3 separate regions of the Sus scrofa genome follow, and regions 1 and 3 are each linked to region 2. A link is a contact called in public Hi-C and HiChIP or PLAC-seq data. All regions are on one chromosome and are shown on one strand. Each heading gives the region's core, a stretch centred on a gene start, on an enhancer-like site or on the middle of the called end of the contact. The rest is flanking DNA. Distances are from core to core; before and after follow the strand shown. Region 1 overlaps CCM2L (cerebral cavernous malformations 2 protein-like). Region 2 overlaps MYLK2 (myosin light chain kinase 2, skeletal/cardiac muscle). Region 3 overlaps HCK (tyrosine-protein kinase HCK).

Evidence for each region. A called contact is a pair of places that touch in the nucleus more often than the background predicts. HiChIP or PLAC-seq counts read pairs in DNA pulled down with a chosen protein or histone mark.
Region 1: a Hi-C map of retroperitoneal adipose tissue shows a contact between it and region 2, with 2.3 times the contacts expected there. The contact joins two enhancer-like sites. A contact is called at or near these places in 3 of 5 promoter capture datasets (fetal liver, fetal skeletal muscle and liver), 33 of 47 Hi-C or Micro-C datasets (adipose tissue, alveolar macrophages, blood and 16 more) and 2 of 2 datasets of contacts at active chromatin or transcription factors (alveolar macrophages and skeletal muscle).
Region 3: a contact with region 2 is called in an H3K27ac HiChIP or PLAC-seq map of alveolar macrophages. The contact joins two enhancer-like sites. A contact is called at or near these places in 3 of 47 Hi-C or Micro-C datasets (epiblast stem cells, fetal heart ventricle and mesenteric adipose tissue) and 1 of 2 datasets of contacts at active chromatin or transcription factors (alveolar macrophages).

The regions. Positions count from the first base shown.
Region 1 is chr17:35,687,032-35,691,078 of Sscrofa11.1, forward strand. It overlaps CCM2L (cerebral cavernous malformations 2 protein-like), which reads left to right. Exons shown (of 10, transcript XM_021077713.1): 8 at 98-227; 9 at 1,175-1,324; 10 at 2,165-3,344. The coding sequence ends at 1,288. Among named protein-coding and RNA genes, the nearest start is that of CCM2L, 18 kb to the left of the region's middle. Within about 2 kb of position 2,725, at least 14 of the 83 cell types and tissues checked have an H3K27ac peak or open chromatin away from gene starts, as enhancers often do. A contact at or near this core is called in adipose tissue, alveolar macrophages and retroperitoneal adipose tissue, where this site is marked.
Region 2 is chr17:35,512,939-35,517,041 of Sscrofa11.1, forward strand. It overlaps MYLK2 (myosin light chain kinase 2, skeletal/cardiac muscle), which reads left to right. Exons shown (of 12, transcript XM_013985219.2): 12 at 1-158. Among named protein-coding and RNA genes, the nearest start is that of MYLK2, 15 kb to the left of the region's middle. Within about 2 kb of position 1,808, at least 33 of the 83 cell types and tissues checked have an H3K27ac peak or open chromatin away from gene starts, as enhancers often do. A contact at or near this core is called in adipose tissue, alveolar macrophages and retroperitoneal adipose tissue, where this site is marked.
Region 3 is chr17:35,724,322-35,728,234 of Sscrofa11.1, forward strand. HCK (tyrosine-protein kinase HCK) reads left to right here. Exons shown (of 13, transcript XM_021078145.1): 2 at 2,490-2,610. The coding sequence starts at 2,491. Among named protein-coding and RNA genes, the nearest start is that of HCK, 18 kb to the left of the region's middle. Within about 2 kb of position 2,315, at least 2 of the 83 cell types and tissues checked have an H3K27ac peak or open chromatin away from gene starts, as enhancers often do. A contact at or near this core is called in alveolar macrophages, where this site is marked.

The sequences.
Region 1 (4,047 bases), core at 1,475-3,974, 180 kb after region 2:
GCCCAGAGCCTTGGTGGGGTATCCTCCCAGCTTCAGCCTACCACACGGAGAGGAGCGGGAGGGAGGTGAATAAGGGCCCCATCCCCCTTTCCTGCAGCAACGGCTCCCAGGACACATTTGAAGCGTGTTACAGCGGCACGTCCACGCCCTCTTTCCATGGCTCCCACTGCAGCGGCAGTGACCACAGCGGCCTGGGGCTTGAGCAGTTGCAGGATTACATGATCACGGTAAGCTGGGGCGGGCAGTGCAAACAGCATAGGGAAAGGCCTGGAGCAAACCTGGGGTATTTCAGGAATCATGAATAGTCCTGGACATAACTGAAGCATAAGACTTCAGAGGTCGGAGTTTCTGCTCTGGCGCAATGGGATTATCAGTGTCTCTGCAGCAGCAGTGACACAGGTTCAAACCCTAGCACCACAAAGTAGCCAAAGAAGAAAAAACAACCAAACAAACCTCAGAGGTCAGGGAAGACATGAGGTTAGGAGAGTGACCTGAGTCAGCTTGTGAAAGGCCCTAACTCATGTCAGCTAGCATTAAGTGAATGCTGGCTTTATAGCAGGCACTGTGTTCTGTGCATCTTTTATGTTCGTTCCTTTTAATCCTTTCAACAACCCAAGAGGGAAGTGCCTTCATTATCCTCACTTTGCAGATGAGGAGAGCAAGAGTTAAGAAGGTTGTCACCTACCCAGCATCAAAGAGCTGATCAGTGAAGGGGCCAAGAATTTGAAATCTGGCAGCTTGAGTGCACATCCCGCACTTAGATGCATCCCAAGGAGTCTGGATGGCCCCGAATAGGCCGGGGTGTGAGAGGAGGACTGGGCCAGATACACCCTTAGAGAGGGCTCTGGGTTATTTATTTGTTTGTTTGTTTGTTAGGGCCACACCCTCAGCCTATGGAAGCTCCCAGGCTAGAGATGGAATCAGAGGTGCAGCTGCAGGGCTATGCCACAGCCACAACAACACCAGATCCGAGTCACATCTGCAACTTACACCATAGCTCATGGCAACACCAGATCCTTAACCCACTGAGCAGGGCCAGGGATCGAACCGCATCCTCATGGATACCAGTCGGGTTTGTTTCCGCTGAGCCACAACGGGAACTCGCGGCTCTGGGTCTTTTAGACAGGGGTTGGAGGGCTTGGGGTGTGTTGCTCTTGGGACTAATCTCAAGCAGTGTCCCCACAGCTGCGGAGTAAGCTGGGGCCCCTTGAGATACAGCAGTTTGCACTGCTGCTGCGGGAGTACCGGCTGGGGCTGCCCATCCAGGACTACTGCGCAGGCCTACTGAAGCTCTACGGGGACCGGCGCAAGTTCCTCCTGCTTGGTGAGCCCCTCATCCAGGCTGGGAGGGTTCGCTCCCTATCCTGCAGCCAACATCATGAGATCAATGAGGCATGGGAGGAAACCAAGGTGCAGGGAGGGGAGGTGACTGCAGTCACTGAGCTGGGAAAGAAAGCACAGGTATAGCCGTCTCACCTTCACAGCAAAGCAGTGATCCTTCCCATTTTACTCCGTGAGAATTCTGAGGCTCCGTGAGGGGACAGAACTTGTCCACGGTCACAGAGCTAGTGAGGAGGGCTGATGATAACAGCAACAGGACTGGTGATATTAATAAGTTAACATATATTTGGCGGTTACCCTGTGCCAAGGATCATCTCATTGAATGCCCTCGGTTCTGGGAAGCTGTAACTATTATTTGCCTTCATTTTGCAGGTGAAAAAACAAGCTTAGAGAAGCAAAGTACATAAGTCACAAAGCTAGTAAGTAGCGACAGAAGTCAAACAGAAGTCAAAGGGAGCACTCAGTGTATGCTAAGTACCTTATTTAATCCTCACAGCCCTACCGGGAGAACAGAAAAGGTTGTCTCAGTGCTACAGGTGTGACAAGTAAGGCTCAGTGTAATTACTCAAGGAGGGTTACACAACTAATACATGGGAACGTAACCACTGAGGCAATAATAATAACAATAATAAGCTAACATACAGTGAGCATTTGCTGTGTGCAGAGCATTATGCCATTATTCTCTGGCTCAGAGACTCGTGCAAGACCACCCAGCCCACAAGTGGCAGGTGGAGATCTGAACTCCACTCTCCAGGGAAGGTGGTTCCTCCGTGAGAAAGGAAGGGTTGACCCCCGAGGACTCACCCTGCTCCCCGGCCCACAGGGATGCGGCCCTTCATCCCGGACCAGGACATCGGCTACTTCGAGGGCTTCCTGGAGGGTGTGGGCATCCGCGAGGGTGGCATCCTCACCGACAGCTTCGGCCGCATCAAGCGCAGCATGAGCTCCACGTCGGCGTCCGCCGTGCGCAGCTACGATGGCGCGGCCCAGCGGCCCGAGGCGCAGGCCTTCCACCGGCTGCTGGCCGACATCACGCACGACATCGAGGCGCTGGCCCCGGACGACGACGACAGCACGGACGAGGAGTCCCGGGGGTCCCCGGGCGGGGGCGATGCAGCCGAGGACAACTACCTGTAGCCTGCGCCGCCGCCCCTGAAAAGGGCGGGGAAAGGGTGGTCCCGCAACCCTGCCTCTGCGACTCGCTCACTCTGGCCTGTGGGACTCCATCCCCAGGGTCCCCTGCTCAAACCCCAAGGCTCCACCCTCCGGTGGTCTCTGTCCCTACCCTTGGGGCTCCGGGCCCTGCAGTACCGAGAATGTCCTGCAGAGGGCGGAACCCTAACAGGGACCGAGCAGCCCCTCTGCCCACGGGTGGGCTGCGAACTGCTTCGTCTCACTAGCCCGGAGGGATCGGGCACTCGCTCCTCTTCCAGACTCCGTGGCTTTCTGGAGGCCGAGGGATAGATGAAGAGTTGGCGCCACCTGCTGGCCGATTGAGAAAAGAATTCCCAGCGCCTGATGGCCTCTACTCCTCCTACTACACAGTTTAGGAAACCGCTTCAAAAGGAGAAGGAACTTGAAGGAGTCTCCTGATTCCCCTCAGATGTTACCTCAAACTGACTCTACTAGATAGTGTAGAGGGTATTTTTAAAGCTCTGAATCCGGGTCTCATCTTCCCAGATGGCAGAGATTAGATGGTCAGGGTAGAAAAGTAGTTTCTTTCTACTGAGAGTGGATCCCCGGGAGGATGATCTGTGTCCCGGTCCTGGTCCCAAGGCTCTGAACAAGCTGCTTGTTCAGATCTTGCATTTGGAGCTGGACAGACCTAGGCCTCCTCTGTGGTAGGGGTCCTGGCCTCCTGGTGCCTCCCATTTCCTCTGCTGACCCTTGAGTTGGTCCCACCCACCTCACAGGGGCTGGTCATAGGGATCCCTGAAGGGCAAGACCTGCTGGGTCCGGCACATGATAGATGCTCAATAAATGCTGTTCCTTTCCCCACTGAACACTTTCGGACTCAGTTTATTTGTCTTTACCCTGTGTGCACTGGAACAGGTGTTGAGGTGGGGGTGAGATGTAAGAAGACCCTCAGGGAGCTCCCAGTTTGAGAGGAGGACCTAGGACTTGCCCCTCACAGCTCTCTTATAGCCCGGCTCCCAGCTCAAGGACCACAGAGCAGTACTCAAGATTCCACAGACAGCCATCACATCCGGGATAGTCAAAGAAACCCGAAGACAGGGTTGGAGTGGGAGAGAATTCGGGGTAAGCACAGCCTCAGAGGCTAAAAGAAAGAAGCCCTGAGGACTTCCCATCATGGCTCAGCAGCAACGTACCCGACTAGTACCCATGAGGACTCGGGTTCGATCCCTGGCCTTGCTGAGTGGGTGAAGGAGCCGGCATTGCCGTGAGCTGTGGTGTGAGTCGAAGACGCAACTTGGATCCCACGTGGCTGTGGCTGTGGCTGTGGCCAGCAGCTGCAGCACCGATTCAGCCCCTGGCCTAGGAACTTCCATATGCTGAGGGTGCGGCCCTTAAAAGACAAAAAAGAAGAAGAAGGAGAAGAAGAGGAAGAAGACAAAGAGGAAGAAGGAGAAGAAGCAGCAGCCCTGAGAAGAAGCAAGAGAACTGCATAGAAGGGCTAAAATTTAGTTGTGAACTTCATGTGGGCTTCCATGGCCAGACAGGCTACTTACCATGAGGTAGGTAGGT
Region 2 (4,103 bases), core at 558-3,057:
CCCCGAGCTTGCCTGAGGGCCAAGCCGGCCCAAGCCAGGCACTCCGGGCCCCCTCCCCAGGGTCAGCCGCGGCCCAGGAGGAGGGGGAGGGCCGTCAGGCAGCCCCCAACCTGCTCTCAGCTTGTGCCTTGTAAATAAATGTACAGGTTGGAAGTGGCCTCCTTCCCTCTCTGTGTGTGCACTTGGGGACAGTCACAGGTGGAGGACTACCGTGGGGCCAGGGGCTTTATTATTATTATTATTATTATTATTATTGCTCTTGAGGGCCACACTTGTGGCATATGGAGGTTCCCAGGTTAGGTGTCAAATTGGAGCTGCAGCCGCCGGCCTACACCGCAGCCTCAGCAAGGCGGGGACCCGAGACACGTCAGGGATCCACACCACAGCTCACGGCAACACTGGATCCTTAACCCAGTGCGGGGGACCAGGGATTGAACCTGCGTCCTCATGGACACTGGTTGGGCTCGTTACTGCTGAGCCACAATGGGAACTCCAAAGGGGGCAGGCATTTGAGCAGCCCTTGGTGCTACCGACGCGGCCTCAGAAGCCAGACTGCCCAGCGTGTGATCTGGGCAAGTGGTCCCCCGCTTTGTGCCTCAGTTTGTCCATTTGTGAGCTGGAGGTCCCCACACCAGCCAGAATTTATGGGCGATTGCTGGATGCAGGCTCTATTTCAACGCTCGTATGTACAACTCATTGACCCCCCACAGCAAGGTTGTGAGGTAGATATAGTTCCTGTTTTACAGAGGGGGAAACTGAGGCTTATGAGGGGAAGGAACTTGAAGGCTTTTCAACAAATTGGAAGCTGGGGCTTGAAATCTTCTCTCTCCCAGAGCAAGGCTCTGCCCATGGGCCCACGGACCTCTCACCAGCACAAGGGGGAAGCAGAAGCTTGGCCCCCAGGTCGAGCCAGAAGTTGGGCCCTGCAGTGACGGGGGTCTCCTGGGAGGCCTGGGGGAGAGAGCTGTCCTCTGGTTTTCCTGACAGGCCCCAGCCGGCCTCGCCCAGGCCTGCCGTGCAGGGGAGGGGCTCCACCCAGAGGGCAAGGGAGCTTAACCCTGACAGGGTGCAGCCTTTCTGACCGTGAGGACAACTGAGTCAGAAGTGGGACCGGCCCAACGGGGGCACCCTGTCCGCCTGCTGATCCGCCTGCTGAGGTTCACAGCAGTTCACATGCACGGAGCGCCTACTGGGTGCCCGCCCTGGCCCAGCTCTGTGCGTTTGCGATCACATCGGCCGTTCACGTGATGGCACCGTGGGCACTTGAGTTACGTCCATTTCTCCCACGAGGAAGCCAAGCCTCAGGGAAGTGACGCCACTCGCTCCGAGTCCCGCAGCTCATCTGCGGCAGAGCCAGGATTTGTACTCAGACAGTCTGGACCCAGAGCCCCTGCTCTTAACAGCGACCCTGTCTGCCTCCGAGTACTCTTGGACAGAGAGACCTTCAGCCTTCATCCCTCTCTGCCTGCCTCCCTGATCACTGGCCTGGAGGGCGAGGCGGGGTCCTCACTCCCACTCCTGCTCTGTTTCAGCAGATGGGTATGGAGTTCCCCCGGCAACAGGTGCCACATGGGGCAGGGTATGGGGGACTTTGAGGGGCTGAGCCTACTGGAGCTTGTTGGGGGGCCTGGGGAGCCTGGCTGGGGCTCCTGGTGGGAGATGTGCTCATGGGCAAGGCCCCCTGGGCCGTGGCTCCCTGCCTGCCTGTCCGCCCGCCTGCCCGCCCGCCACCTGCCAGCTGGGCCAGGCCTGTGGTTTCCTCTGAGTTCTCTCAGCCTTGCTGGCCCCCGCCCAGCCTGAGCCTCGGCCACACAGCGTGATGATGAGAGATGAGTCATGGCCATAGTGGAGGGGTGAGGAAATGAGGTCCAGCCAGTGCAGAGAACCAGGGCCCGGCTCCAGCTGGGGAAACCGAGGCCAAAACGAAACGTCTCCTCCGCAGTGACAGCTGGGACTAGAACCCGGGACTCTGGACTCCCCGTTCAAGCCTCAGTTTCCTCCTCTGTCACACGCAGATGACAACTGTCCTCTAATGCTCCTCTATGAGGGCCTTTATGACAATCGAGCGCTGGGACAGGGAGCTCATTCACCATATTTCCGAGGTGAGGAAACAGGTTCAGAGAGGGAAAGGGACCTGCCCAAGGCCACACAGCCAATTAACATGTCCTGGGAAGGAAGCCCACTCAGAACCAGGGAACGGGGCTGACCATGGCCTCTGTCTCTATCCCCTCCTGGGAGCACATCTTAGACAGTTCTTTTGGACTCATCCGGTGCCTCCTTTGGGCCTCCCCTTGTTCCTGGAGGGGAAGGATGGGGACTTGACGATATGGATGGGGAAATGATGGGGTTTCAGAGAGATTTTGCTCCCTGAGGGCCACAGAGCTTGCCCAGGAGGAAGCTTGGGTGGCAGCCGCTGGCGAAGGACTGAGTCTCAGTCCCGCCGCAGGCAGGGGCCCAGGCCCGTGACCTTCACTAGAGCGCCCAGGCCCAGCAACCTCAGAGCTGCCGTAATGAGGGAGTGGTCCATGCTCCTGTGGGCTGGCCAGCGGGGGCCAGAGCCAGGACTAAAGCTCTGGGTCTGGGTCTGCCGTTCCGCAAGTCCTGGATGACAGACAACAGCCATGCCCTGCCCCTTGCTTGGTGGGCCCTGCCCACCGCGGTGCCTGTGTCGTGGGCTCCCCCTGCATGGTGTCTGGCACAACCGCCATGCTGTGATCTTCCCTGCAAGTTGCTCGGTACCCCCAGGAGCCCAGGGCCACGAGCTTCTCCCGCACAGCACCCGGGGCCCCCCTCACGGGCTGAGAAGAGTTAATGCCCTCAACGGGCCAGCTCCTCCCGACTGGTCCCAGCCCCAGCCCAGAGCGCGTTCCTCCAAGACTATTTCCTGCCTCTGGGCCTTGGCCAGGCCCACAGTGACCACCCCCATGGGTCTGAGGCCGCATCTGGTTTGGATTACACCAGGGCTGGTGACGCTGCCTTTTCCTGTCGGCGTCCAGTGGCCTCAAATTCCACCGGCCACCTTGGACCCAGCAGGGCAGCTGTGGGAAAAGATTCAACCAGCGACAGGGCTGCCCCGACGGTATGAAGTGGCCAGGGCCATCCTGAAGGATGTGCCCACCTGGACCGAGCTCCCGCTTGTGCAGTTGCCCGCACACCTGTTCCTTCCTTCACTCTCGCCCGTGTTATTTATGGAGCACAAAGCCCTGCACCCAGGGACTCCCATGTGTACATTCGTTTCATCCCCACCCCGTGACTGGGTATTTCATTACCAGCAGTTCTCAGATGAGGAAACTGCGGCACAAGGACTCTATGGACAAGGCTGTGGGTTCCCAGCCAGTCAGTACTGGGGTGGGATGGCAAAGCAGGCGGTCTGACTTCAGACACATCCGATCCCTATTTGTTGAGCCCCTTTTCTGGGCCTGGCCCTAAGCCAGAGACTGGAGATGAATTAGTCATGGTCTCGGCCCTCAGAGAGTTCACAGCCTCTGGGACCCCGGCGGTGGGAGGCTGGGGCTTATGGTGGAGCTGGAAGGGCATGGCAGAAGCCACTAGGTCCTGGTCTCTCCTCTCCAGGGGGAGTGACTTCCATGCTTAGAGCAAATGAGGAGGAGGCCTCTTCCAGAAAGAGAGAAGGGGGTGTTCTAGGCTGCTCCAGGGAGCTGAGAACAAGCTTGTCATCCCAGTGGGGCTTTTGCATATGATGAGGCAGGAAATCAATCTAGAGAAGTTGACAGAAGCCTCAAATGCCAGGCTGAACTGGGGCCATAGGAAACCGTGGAAAGGTTTTTGGTGGTTTTTTTTTTTTTTCTTCTTTCTTTCCTTTTTTTATGTTTTACTTTATTGGGCTGCACCTGCTAAGTTCCCAGGAAGTTCCCAGGCTAAGGGTAGAATCGGAGCTGCAGCTGCCGGCCTCCACCACAGCCATAGATAGCAAAGCCAGATCCAAGCCGCCTCTGTGACCCACACCACGGCTCACAGCAATGATGGATCTTTACCCCACTGAGCAAGGCCAGGGATCATCATGGATGCTAGTCTGGTTTATAACCCAGGGAGCCACAACAGGAACTCCCCCATGGAAAGGTTTTGAACAAAGAAGGGACATG
Region 3 (3,913 bases), core at 1,065-3,564, 210 kb after region 2:
GCTGTGGAGGCACAGGTTCAATCCCCTACCTGGCAGCGCAGTGGGTTAAGGCCTCAGGCCTTGTCCCAGCTTCAGCATAGGTCCCAGCTGCAGCTCAGATTCAGTCCGTCTTGGGAACCTCCATATACCACGGGTGTGGCCATAGGAAAAAAAAGTTTTTAAGGTCTGTAGTGCTTACTGTGTGGTAGACACCCTTACACTCATCAACTCCCTCTGTGCTTACCACAGCCCTGGGAGGCAGAACCCCACCATCCATGGATCATTCACGAACACAGTGCCTTCAGAGACCTATCCCTGTCTTAAACATGTAAATAGATGATGTAAGGGATACCGAGGAGATGCTCAGAGAGGTGGAGGGAGCTGCCCTATATCACACAGCCATGCTCATCCCAGAACACCCTGAAGTGAATCAAAATATATGAAGTGTAATATAATTTTATGCTGTACAAAACTGCACAATATGCTGTTTTATTTCCCACCACTGGAATACATATTACACGTCACAGAGGTGTTGAGTTTTGTTTTAAATGCATAGGAGTACATTATAAAGCAGTGATTAATTGCAATAATTTTTCAAATTTAATGATCCAGCACTCCAGAAGTCTGGATCAGTTCCTTAAGTTATTCATAAAAGGCGAATGAAGCAGAAACCACTTCAGTCTTGAGGGGGTAAACTGTTCCCAATTCCCACCAGGACAGACAAAAACATCCTTGTAAATAAAAAGAATCTTTAAAAAAAAAAAAAAAACTCCTCTAAGCCTAGGAATTTGTTTTTTTTTTTTCCTTAACCCACAAACACATGTTTATTTTAACAAGATAAGTATAACTGAGTTCTAACCGCCTTAGAAGAAAACTGCAGTTGTGCAGCGATGAGGAAACAATTGCTTCCATATGCGGCTGACTTCTCAGCAAATACATGTGCACATTTTGAGAAAAGACATGAAACATTTTTGCCACTTTACCAATGAAGTTTTGACTTTGATTAGGTAAACCGCTTTTCTTTAAATATCTTTGAATTTGATTAATGCAGCAGCAAAGTCTGTCAGCTCTACCTCCAAAATACTCCCTTAATCTGCCCACTTCTTTCCCCCTCACTAACCACCACCCCAGACTAGGCCACCATCATCTCAAGCCTGGACTCGTGCAGTAGACAGGGCTCCCTGCCCTGCCCACTAAAGTCCATACTCCACCCAGCAGCCAGTGGGATTATTTAAAGTGCAAATTGAATCCTGTCATCTTTCTGCTCAAAACTTTTCATACTTTCCCATCATCCTTAGCATCAAGTCCAAATTTCTCGCTGTCTGTACAAAGGGGGGCAGCCTCCTCATATACCCTCCTCTCTCCTGCCTGTGATCTCCAGCCACACTGGCCTCCTTTCAGTGCCTCGTTCTTTTCAAGCACATTCCAGCCTCAGGGCCTTTGCACTTGCTGTTCCCTCTGCCTGGAACACTGTTCCCTCCGAGGGTTATGTAACTTGGCTCCTCTGTGTCAGTCAGGCCCAAGGTCCAACATCACCTCCTCAGAGAGGCCTTTCCCAACCACCTTGTCTAAAGAGGCCCACACAGTTGCTCCCCATCACAGCCTCTTTTATCGTCCTCATGCTTTTCCTTAACCAAATTTATTTATTTGTTCACCTGTTTATTGTCTGTGTCTCCTACTCTCTCTAGTGCAAGTTCCACCAGCACATAACCTTGCTTGCCTGAAGCCTGGTTTAAAAAAGCTCTCAATAAATGTTTACTGAGTAAATGAATGGATGAATGACCAAGTAGATCCACGAGAGAAAGAAGGGATGGATAGAAAAAAGAAAAAAGAGAAGAGGAGGGAGGAAGCTACAGAAGGCAATTATAAAATGAGATGAGGAATATGGTTTCTTGATTGCTTGAGCCACATGATGCGACTTGATCTTTATCAGATAATATTAAATGTTAACTTATAATTAGAGTATAGTTTTACTTGACTGCTTGTTCCGAGCCTGAGGCTGTGCTGAGTATTTCCCCGCCCACGTGATTTCTCATCTTCCCAACACCCTGTGTGTAGGTTGTATTATTACCCCCATTTCGCAGATGAGGAACTGAGACTGGGGAGCGGGCGGCGGCGGGGGGGACATCAGCTCAGGCTCTCTGACCCCCGAGCCCGAAGCTCCCACCACCCACTCTGCCTGAGGCTCTACCTGCTACATTTCAATGATCCTAGAGATTTATTCTCTGAATAAACCTCCCATCGCAGGAAGCCTTGGTAGCACAACTATGACAACTTATCGGCTCTGTGTGGGTGCGTGGCAGACGTGGATGTGGGGAAGCCCAGTGGTGACAAGGGAAGAGTGAGCACCACGTGGCGGCGCGGGGGTTGGGGGGGCGGCAGTGAAACTGGCTGAGGGGGAGGGAAGACAGGGCAGGCAGAGGGAGCCAACCTGGGGGCAAGGGGTCTGGAAGACAGCTCCAGGCGGGGTTCCCAGCCAGCCAGGCTCACCTCCCTTCTCTCTGCCACAGAATGGGCTGCGTAAAGTCCAAGTTCCTCCGGGATAGAGGCAAGGTCTCAAAGAGCGAGCCCAACACCAACCCACACAATCCCGTGTATGTGCCGGATCCTACATCCTCCTCAGGAAAGCGGGTGAGTGGGGCAAGAAAGGGAAGCTGGTAGCAGCCGGGGTGGGGGGGGCTGCCCCAAATGGCCCACCCAGCCTCCTGTTTTCCCAAAGGTGAGCAGAGTGTGTGGGGTAAAATGGAGCTGCAGTCACCAGCAGTGCCCAGACTCCCCAGGATACACCTGCACCAAGTGCCCAGGGAAAGGGCATCACTTCTCCTTGTCCCACTGCCCAGGCCTTGGCCGGCCTGATGCGTGGGCACTAGCATAAGAAGTGCTGCGAGCGAAGAATGAGCAGATGACAGCAACAGCAGTTAAGATGATGGCAGTAATGACAACAGTATCACCATCACAGCAGTAACGGTAATCACAGCGGTGGTGATAACAGCAAGAGTAACGACAATATTAGTGGAAGCATAACGCCAAGAGCAGCAGGGACGACAGCAGAAAGAGTGAAGAAGAGCAGTAGTAACGCTAGTAGAAGTATTTGCTCACGTCTATGACACTCACGCAGAGCTTACAATGAGCCAGGCACTATCCTGAGGGCTTTCTGGTTATTAACACCTTAACTGTTATCACAGCGCTCTTGTAGGTCAGGATCGGTATTATACTCATGTTTCAGCTGAGCCACCGAGAGATTAAAATAACTTGCTAAGGGCCAAATGGTTAGTGAGGGGTAGAGCCAGGATTCAAACTCAGCATTGTAAGTTCCAAGGCGCCAGTGGCAGGAGATCCTTTAACCCGCAGAGGCAGCAGAGCCAGATGCTAGTGACATGAAGAGGAGTCACCATGACTGGTGGCAATAGGGGTGGTCCTGGTAGCAGCACTCGCCATAGAAGCAGCCCCACTGGTCATGGCACTTGTGACAGCCAGAGGAGCAGGGACAGTCGGAATAGCAGTGGTGACAATAACAGGACTAGTAACAGCGATGACCATGCTAAGAGCACTAAGAGTTGTCATCGCCATGACTGTCCTCTGAACATGTGTACGTTCTGGGCACCGAGGGAGGTGTTTCTACCTCATTAATCCTCACCAAAAGCTGTGAGGCCACAGTACTTTACAGCCCCAGTGACTGCGGCTCAAAGAGGTTAAATGGCTCCCTGGGCTCCTACTGGGAAGCCGCAGAGCCTGGTCTTTCTAAGCCTGAGGCTGGGGTTCATTCACTCTCCTCCAGGGTCCTTTAGTCCATCCCCTGATTTGAGGCTGCCCAGGGAGGCACAGCCTCTGCTTACTGCCTCCAGAGGTGCGGTGCACGCCTTCCTGGCTCCCCCTAGGTAGTTCTTCCTTGTGTTGAAGGGGAGCCTCTTACCCCACAACGCTTACTCCTGGA